2 separate regions of the Sus scrofa genome follow, and region 2 is linked to region 1. The links are chromatin contacts, called in public HiChIP or PLAC-seq maps. All regions are on one chromosome and are shown on one strand. Each heading gives the region's core, a stretch centred on a gene start, on an enhancer-like site or on the middle of the called end of the contact. The rest is flanking DNA. Distances are from core to core; before and after follow the strand shown.

Region 1 (4,843 bases), core at 1,288-3,787:
TTTACAATCTGAGTTTCTCATCAGGCATTGTTACCTTCTAGTTACGCAGGCAACTAGGCTCTCTCAAGAAAAAGTCTGGGGGAGTCCCTGTCATGGCTCAGTGGTTAACGAATCCGACTAGGAACCATGAGGTTGTGGGTTCGGTCCCTGGCCTTGCTCAGTGGGTTAAGGATCCAGCGTTGCCGTGAGCTGTAGTGTAGTTCGCAGACGTGCGCGGCTCAGATCCCGCGTTGCTGTGGCTCTGGCGTAGGCTGGTGACTACAACTCCAATTAGACCCCTAGCCTGGGAACCTCCATATGCGGCGGGAGCAGCCCTAGAAAAGGCAAAAAGACACAAAAAAAAAGAAAGAAAGAAAGAAAGAAAGAAAAAGTCTGAATCCGAACAGCCAGGAGCCAGAGACCAGGACTGGGCTGTATCCCAGCGTGTGTCCTGGACGGGCTAGTCCTCCCCTCCTGGGGAAGTTAATCATGGGTCACACCCGAGGCCTCAGGAATCAGACATTTGTGTAAACCAGAAGAATAAAAAAAACCCTTACCTGCTATTTTCCTCCGCATCCACGGACACACAAAGAGCCACACAAAGAGGGCGAAGAGCAGTGCAACGCCGAAGGAGATGAGAGCGATCGCCCACATGGGAAGGACCAGGCCCAGCACTGGGGGAAGAAGGCGACACGGGGTTGTCACTGGACGCTTCTGAGAGGCCAGACAGCAAGCACATCAACACACTCGCCACTCCCCAAAGCTGAGTGGATCACCTGGATTCTGCGTTTAATACAACTCTCACCCAGAAAAATGTGCTAGATGTTTGGGGTCCACAGCTGTGTATTTGCGACAACTATCCCTGTGGATAGGTATTTACATTGATGAGTAAGCTAATTATTAAAAATTGATCGGCTTCGGAGTTCCCGTCGTGGCTCAGCATACATGAGGTTGAGTGCTCACTCCCTGCCCTTGCTCAGTGGGTTAATGATCCGGCGTTGCTGTGAGCTGTGGTGTAGGTTGCAGACGCGGCTCGAATCCCACGTTGCTGTGGCTCTGGCATAGGCCGGAGATTACAGCTCCGATTCGACCCCTAGCCTGGGAACCTCCATATGCCGCGGGAGCGGCCCAAGAAATAGCAAAAAGACCAAAATAAATAAATAAATAAATAAATAAACTTAAAAAAAAAAAAAAAGAAAGGCCAGCTGGGTCATGGTATGTGTAGGGCGATCCAATTTATGCTTGGAAGAGAAAACCACCCGATGCCTTCACTCCTACCACACATGCAAATAGACAGAAAAGTTCTGGAGAGAATCCGTGGTTACTCCTGCAGAGAGATGGACCCTGGCGGGGGCTCTCCCATCTCACTGAAGAGACTTTTGTACTGTTAATTTCAAAAATTTCTAATAAACACATACTTTCGTAAATTGCTCTTAAAGAGAACAGTGGGTCTGATTTACTGCCCTGCCCTTCAGGAGGGCCTGGCACGTCTATGACTCCTGGGGCGGGGGGAACCCACCACCCCTCAACTTTTTTTTTTTTTTTGCTTTTTAGGGCTGCACCTGCAGCATAAGGAAGTTCCCAGGCTAGGGGTCCAATTGGAGCTACAGGTGCCAGCCTACACCACAGACACAGCAACACAGAATCTGTGCCACATCTGCAACCTACATCGTAGCTCACAACAACACCGAATCCTTAACACTGAGTGAAGCCAGGGATCGAACCTGCATCCTCATGGATACTAGTTGGGCTCGTTACCACTGAGCTACAAGGGGAACTTCCATCCCTCAACTCTTTTAAACTTGTAAAAAAGGTTTTCAAATTTTCAAAAAAAGATTGAAAGGAGTAAACTATTTAAAACTCTGCTCTTAGAGTAAATAACTCATAATGCACGCTTTGTTACACCATTAACCTTTTTATTTTGACCCACCCACAGCAAGTGGAAGTTCATTTCAGTGAGCGAACACTTTTGCCCTCAGGCCCCATTTCCCTCCATCCACACTGAGCGGGGCCCACAGCAAAGGCAGAGGGGGTACCACATGCACTGCTCCAAGCCCCCCCGCCCATGAGGGCTAGGGATCGACCTCATGCCAGCAGTGACTCAGGCCACAGCAGTGACAATGCTGAGCCCTTAACTGCGAGGCCACCAGGAAACTCCTTAACCATCTTATATGTTTAGGCCAACTCAAAGTTCCTCAGTTAAGGTATTACTAGACATTCTGGTAATGGTAAGAGGAAGAAGAGGTACTTAATACTATAAATGGGAAGTCAGGATTAGCATACATAAATATGAAAAAAAAACTATTATTATTTATCATTTTTCTATAATAAAGCTTGGGTCACTGGTGGGCACAGATACTCAGTGGCCAGGCCACTCTGTCCTCAAACCTCCAGTGACTCCAGAAGCAATGGCCCCACGTGGGGCTGCACCGAGGAACTGGCAGCCTGGCCCCAGCTTGGCTCTGTCCCAGGATCCGCGGCTTGGAATTGCTCGTAAAACTACTCCATCTGACCTCACTGGCCACGCCTGTGGCCACAGCTTCCTGCTTCTGTTTTCCATCTTTATGTCAGCGTCCTGGTGGTAAAGCACCACTGTGAGGTGGCTTCTTGCTGCCCTGAGTGGTGGCTGTAAACTACCAACGCCAAACTGATCAGCCAACGGCAATGCCAACTAAGGCTTACACGTACTTGGTTTCTGAAGGCGTTTCGCCACTTCCCCTGTGGCTCCTCCTGTTGGTGAAATTGTTAACTGCTCTACTTTGGGCTTCACCATGTTAACCTGATCTAGGACAGGCGCGCCCTGGGGGCCTTGGGGATGGGGAGGCAGTTTGGGAGAGGGATACGTACATTTCTTTTTCTTTTCTATTTCTTCAAGGCCACACCCACAGCCCACGGAGTTTCCCAGGCTAAGGGCTGAATTGGCGCCACAGCTGCCAGCCTACACCACAGCCACAGCAACAGTGAGATCTGAGCCGCATCTGCGACCTATTCTGCAGCTTGCAGCAGCGCTGGATCCTTCACCCACTGAGAGAGGCCAGGGATCGAACCCGTGTCCTCATGGATACTAATAGGGTTCTTAACCCACTGAACCACAATGGCAACGCCAGATGTGTAAATATTTCAGTGAGCGAACACTTTTGCCCTCAGGCCCCATTTCCCTCCATCCACACTGAGCGGGGCCCACAGCAAAGGCAGAGGGGGTACCACATGCACTGCTCCAAGCCCCCCGCCCATGCTCTCCCCTGAGGTCATGTGGTGGCCAGGGGCTGTGAGGACCAGCACCCGAAAGGGAGAAACTGAGGCCGGCTGCATGACCTTCTGACGCTTAAGACAAGAAGCCACAGGGTCACCTGCACCTTGAACCTTTACCATCACAGCTGCCTTCACGCACGGTCTGGCCTGGGAAGTGGCCAAGAGGCTCTGAAGGCGGCCTCTCAGTCACAAGAACCGGACGGAGATCAGGGGCTCACGTCGCTGGGGGTGGAAGGGGTGGGGGGTGGGGGCAGATGAAAATCAAGGGTGGGGGGAGGGGGGAGCAAAGGGGCAAAAGAACGTGGGTCCTAAGAGAAGAGGGAGGAGCAGAAAGGGGACAGAATTCGCATCTTCCCAAATTATTCCAGCAATTCAGTAAGTTAATAGGGCATCAAAAGAGCATCAGGATTAACTCGTATACAAAACAGAAATAGACCTATAAGACCTAGAAAAACACTGGTTACCAAAGGGGAAAGGGTAAGGTGGGATAAATGAGCAGTTTGAGATGAACAGAGGTGCGCTACATTTTATATGTATATATAAAATAGATAATCAACAAGGACCTTCTGTTTAGGAGCTCTGCTCAGTATTTTGTCATAATGTATAAGGGAAGAGTCTGAAAAAGAGTGTTCATTATATAATGTGTGTGTGTATAAAATTGAATCACTTTGCTATACCTCTGAAACTAACACAACACTGTAAATCAACAATACTTCAATAATAAAGAAAGGAGTTCCCTGGTGGCTCAGTGGATTAAGGATCTGGCTTTGTCACTGCTGGGGCCTGGGTGTGATCCGCATGCTGCAGGGAGGCCAAAAAAAAAATTAAAATTAAAAAAACTAAAATTAAAATTGGAGTTGCCATTGTAGCTCAGCAGTAACGGAACCCGACTAGTAGGCATGAGGATCAATCCCTGGCCTCACTCAGTGGGTTAAGGATCTGGCATTGCTGTGGTCGTGGTGCTGGCTGGCAGCTGCAGCTCCAATTGGACCTCTAGCCTGGGAACTTGCATATGCCGTGGGTGCGGTCCTAAAAAGACACAAAAAATTAATAAATAAAAATTAAGTAAAAATTTTAAAAAGCATCAGAATTTACTTTAAAGCCTGCATATAAGAGACGCAGACTGAAATCAACTATACTTTCATAAAAAATTTTTTAAATCAACAATACTTTAATTAAAAAAGAAACATAGACTGACAGTTATTTATGGGCTATAGCTCTAAACTGTACTAAATCCATTAAAATCAAATTTCATGGGTAAAAATTTAATTAAAAGCAAAAATCCAGCAGAGAAAAGCACTTCAGTCAATGTACCTCTGAGGGAAAACTAGTTTTCTTCCAAAAATTCAAAGCTGACATTTTTACAGCAAAGTTGTGGACAAAAATATTTCATAGTGAACTGCCTTCCCGTGAGGCTCTCGAGTTGGTTTCCAGCAACGACACTCGAGAGGGTGCCGAGGCACGGCCGCCCCGCACCCCGTGGACAGCAAAGTAGGCCATGGCTTGAATCGCTCCCGGTCCCTGGGCCAACAGTGGCTGCCAGGAACCCACACAGGGTGCTCGGAAGCCCAGACCTCGCTCCAACCCCTCAATGGCCTTTCATCTCAAGCTC
Region 2 (4,845 bases), core at 69-2,568, 91 kb after region 1:
AAAAAATTAACTTTTTCTTTTCCTTTCTTTTCTTTTGGCCACCCCCATGCCATGTGGAAATTCCTGGGCCAGGGACCACATCCAAGCCCCAGCTGCCACCTCCGCCACAGCTGCACCAACAGCCTAACTCACTGCCGAGGATCAAACCCAGGGCTCTACCGTGACCTGAGCCACTGCAATCAGATTTTTAACCCACTCCGTCATGGGGGGGAACTCCAAAAACTTAACTTGTTAATGCACAAAATACTGGACTGGAATATGTTGAAGACATTTCAAGGCAAACTGAAAAATCAGGTAGAACTCCTACAGCATGGATTACCCAAGATTCTTAACATTCACAGGTATGTTAAGAAGTAATAGCCAATTCACTGTTTTTTATTTCCTTGGTTTGGTACTAGAAAATTACTCTTCCTGCTTGACTGTCATTTGTTAACTCTTATTAAGAATGTCACTTAGAAACTAAATATGGAAAGAGGGGGCCTTTCAGAAGGGGACATTAAGGCTTTCCCAACATTTACCTTTATCCAGTGTCCTAAGCCTGGCCTGTTCATTGCGTGACAATGATACGTAATGGCAACTTGGATAAAGAGACATGACACAGGGCTTTGGAAACTACTGAATACCCTAATGAAGGGACTGACTGCCCTTCCATGTAATTGTAAAGCCCTCTTCCAACTTGAAAAACACATTCATTTACTCTCTGAGTCATTATATACTGCCAACACCCTTATTTTACAAAAAAAAAAAAAAAAACTGAAAAAAAACAGAAACAGAAGTAATTAATGTACATATTCCACACTTGGACACATTCAAATCAACTCGTGTACTCAAATATTTCTGAACAACCTATGTTTATGCAAAAAGTTATCTGGAAGATTAAATGAAAGAAAGTATGGCACAGGCCTGGCAAACACTCGGTAGGTACTCAACATTACCCAATTATTATTGATTCTAATTTTCCAACTTTGGAGTTGTACTAAATAGTTACAAAACTACATATATGATTATATATACATACTATATATAAGCTAATATGTTACTACTAAAAATAAAGCTTTTGTTATATACCAAGGAATGCTCTTCCTCTACAGAAGAGTTGAGTTTAATTTTAACAGAATGATCCACAAAGAAGCAGAGAAAACTTGCTAAGGGTAGAGTGTTAAATCTTAGCTCTAATCTCTGCTTGTCAATTAAGGATACAACCTCTACAAGGTCTAGTATGAATTATAATCAGCAGTCAGCTGATCCTAGAGAACACGCTCAAAATGAATAGTTAAGACCTCGAGCACGTGAACAAGTGGCCATTTATTTGCAAGGCTACGCCAACCGCTGAAATCGGATTACTTCAATGCTGATGCTGAAATCCTACATAAATTCTTTACCTGTCTCGAGCTAGAATTTTTCAACTCTTTACACACACACAAATCTTAAATACCCCAAAGTCACTTTAACAATAATACTACAGCATCCTGGGCACATCCAGTTTTTAAAACACTTCAATACTCTCAGCACGCATCATTTATTATGACAAGAAAAGTGCAGCAAAAGTGTGGAGAGCACGTGCTTTCCTAAGTAAATACTAAAAGTAACCCTCTGCCCTCATTACGAAAAGAGAAAATCTTTGCGTTTCCAGCTAAATCTCGACCGTGGGCCAAGGCACACTCGTTCTCCCGCGCGGGTAGCGGCGCCCAGGAGCGCCGAGGCGGGACGGGAAGCTGCTTGCGCTCCCGGAGGACCCGGCCCCTCTCCCGGCCCGCTCGGACGCGCCGCGGCCGGACCCACGTGGACCTCCAGCCGGCGGCCAGACCCACCGCCCTGGAGCCCCGAGGTAGCAGCAGGCCGGGGTAGCTACGGGTCCGGGAGGCGGGGAGGGGCCGGGGGCGGGGCCGGCGCCGCGCCACGGGGGAGGGAAGGGAACCGGGCTCCACTCACGCGCCCGGAGGCGGCACCGGGGCCGTCGCTGCGCTTCTCCGGTTCAAACCCTGAGAGGGGGGCGGGGGGGAAAGACCTGGCTCCTTGTTCCATCCGGAAGCCAACGGGCCGGCAGGAAATGACGAAGCAGAGGTCGTCCGGGTCCGTTCGGTAACCGGCTCCGCGCGTCCGGCCGCAACTGCGGGGGAAGGAGCCCCGAGCAGAGCAGCCCAGCCTCGCGCCGCCTGCGGAGCGAGCAGCGTGAGTGGACCCGCGCCCCGCGCCTGCGGCCGCCCGGCCCCGCCCCCGTCCGGCCCCGCCCCCGCCGTGCGCCCCGCCCCGGCTTGTGGGGGAGGGGGAGACGGGGAGGGGCAGGCGCCCCCAGCCCGGTGCCCGGCCCACTGCCCGCCGGCGTCCGGGCCTCTCAGCCGCTGCGCCCCGCTTGAGCCTCTCAGGCGGGAGGGAGTAGGGAGGCTCCGAGTTCCGGAAACGCGGATGGAGAGGTGGAAGTCGCGGTCTCCCCAGCGCGAGGCCGGGGCTGGCTGGGGACCGCTGGGTTTAGCGGACGCGCTTTAGGATCGCACCGTGCAGCCTGCGGGCGCCGGCGCCCAGGCCGCTCCTGCCCTGGCCGCTTACACGGGGGTGGGGGATGGATTTCGAGGTGCCTGCTTCACCACACTTCTTTCCAGGACCTGGGGGTGTCACGGGTCTGGGTGGGGCCTGAAGCGTTCACGTTTGGGGGTTAGGTATGTGACTACACTTCCCTCCATACCCTGGCCTCGACGGCTTTGGGCAAGTTGCAAAACCACCACCACCATCCCCGGTCTTCGGCCAAATGGAACTTTAGTGCCTCCCAGCAGGCGGGTTGTGAAAATTCAGAGAATGCGGGCGCTGCCAGCACAGGCGCCCTCAAATGTTAATTTCCTTCGTCTTAGTGGAAGCCCTGTGAGCTTATACATTTCCGTTTGAGGAACTCAAACCTTTAGGGATTCAGAGGACTGCAAGAAAATCACACTTAGGAGTTGGGCTGTGTTGAAAGACACTCTTGGAGCTCTATAAGTGATTCTTATCTGAATTTGTTTCAAGATAGGAAAGCTTTGAGAGCTAATTGCTGACAAGTGATCCTCAAAATTGAACCACCTAAATAGACATGGTATCAGGAACTGCAAATCAGGAAACTGTTTTAAAACTTATGATACGGAGTTCCCGTCGTGGCGCAGTGGTTAGCGAATCCGACTAGGAACCATGAGGTTGCGGGTTCGGTCCCTGCCCTTGCTCAGTGGGTTAACGATCCGGCGTTGCCGTGAGCTGTGGTGTAGGTCGCAGACGCGGCTCGGATCCCGCGTTGCTGTGGCTCTGGTGTAGGCCGGTGGCTACAGCTCCGATTCCACCCCTAGCCTGGGAACCTCCATATGCCGCGGGAGTCGGCCCAAGAAATAGCAAAAAGACAAAAAAAAAAAAAAAAAAAAAACCTTATGAAACAGTCACTTGAGCCCAAGAAGAGTTCTTGTTCTCTACCTAAAAGTTTGTCAAATGAAATCAAGCCCTAGTTGTCATACTTGTCAACTTTATCTCTGGATACTTACGTTCAGCATCCTAGTATCTCCTTACTGAAAGAGTTCAAGGATGACTTTACAGGAAAGGTATGTCCAAAAAAGTTCAATTTTCTCCGGAAAGCCCTGAATGACAATCCTAAGCACATGGTGATCTTGCTGAAACATTAGTTAACTTGCCAGGAATGAACCAGAGTGATGCCCTTAGGCATTTTGCCTTAGACTCCAGACAAAGGCACTCATGGTCTGCAGACCACTCAGCAGGTGTGTGTATGTGTCCTTGGTTAGACGGTGGCAAGGTGGAAGGGGACCAGTCATAGGTCAGGCCACATGGGAGCCATGATCTGGATTATAACTTTGAACAAGACCATTGCTTATTCCTGACAGCCTTACAGAGTGCTGCCATTGGTCATGATGGAGGGCAGGAAAGGCCTACCCTCAGTGCAAATCTTTCACAGCTATACTACTAAAAATAACTCAAGTGAGTGTCCCGGAACTTTGGAGCAGGAGTGGCGTTGCATACCAATCAAGTTGTATAATTCACATTAAAATTTCACCATTCTTGGTCAGCAGTATTTCAGAATCCTTTTCTAAATATCAAGACTGGTGTATTTGTAGCAGGAGGAAGACAAGTTCTGTAGGAATACACACTTTATTGAGTGGCATGTGGCCAGAACTTTGTGAAAATCGAAGCAAAAAATTAACCAGGCTCAGATGCTGTCAGGGTTAGAAAATAGGTAGGAAGCATTTTCATAGTGTGTCAGATAAGAAGGCACCTGCAAAATGTGCCAGTGGCCATGCTGAGTTCAGCAGTGAGAGGACCTGGTCCTTGCCTTCCTTGGGAAAGGAATTCCGCAAAGAGACCAAGATTGTGAAGCAGGTGTAGAGTTTATTAAAAGCAGAGTATGTGTGAAAGAACACACGGGCAAGCTTGCAGAATGAGCTGCTCACAATTAAGGTGACTCAGATTGGTTTTATTGGGAGGGGGCAGGAAGAGTACTCTGGCTGGTCAGGGGTCAGGGGTTGTCTCTAGCCAACTGTCTTGTTTGGGCCCATATTTGGTCTGACTTATGCACATCTTTTAGCCAAGATGGATTCCAGCATGAAGGTTTCTGGGAGGTTGGCAGGATATATTGTGGGCTGGAGACCATCTCTCCTTAGGCCCCCTCCCTAGATTGAGGGCCTTCTTTGTGTAGGTATGGGGCTGGAAAGTCCCTCTCAACCAGAGTTGGCGGGGATGAAATTGTGGTCACTTGGTCTCTCTCTTGGCCAGGTCCTGATGCTCCTGTAGGTGTCTTGTCTTGCAGTGTCATCAAGAGACGGGCCATAGCCACTCAGCCCGGGGTGCAGCTGTCTCCTACCTCAATGCTACCTGTTTCCT

The links. HiChIP or PLAC-seq counts read pairs in DNA pulled down with a chosen protein or histone mark.
Region 2: an H3K27ac HiChIP or PLAC-seq map of alveolar macrophages shows a contact between it and region 1. The contact joins the promoter of SLC20A2 here to the enhancer-like site in region 1. A contact is called at or near these places in 4 of 47 Hi-C or Micro-C datasets (alveolar macrophages, embryonic fibroblasts, heart right ventricle and 1 more) and 2 of 2 datasets of contacts at active chromatin or transcription factors (alveolar macrophages and skeletal muscle).

Annotation. Positions count from the first base shown.
Region 1 is chr17:11,455,809-11,460,651 of Sscrofa11.1, forward strand. SLC20A2 (sodium-dependent phosphate transporter 2) reads right to left here. Exons shown (of 12, transcript XM_021078067.1): 7 at 537-653. Among named protein-coding and RNA genes, the nearest start is that of VDAC3, 45 kb to the left of the region's middle. Within about 2 kb of position 2,538, at least 6 of the 83 cell types and tissues checked have an H3K27ac peak or open chromatin away from gene starts, as enhancers often do. A contact at or near this core is called in alveolar macrophages, where this site is marked.
Region 2 is chr17:11,548,305-11,553,149 of Sscrofa11.1, forward strand. SLC20A2 (sodium-dependent phosphate transporter 2) reads right to left here and starts at 1,319. Exons shown (of 12, transcript XM_021078067.1): 1 at 1-1,319. It overlaps SMIM19 (small integral membrane protein 19), which reads left to right and starts at 1,603. Exons shown (of 4, transcript NM_001190223.1): 1 at 1,603-1,828.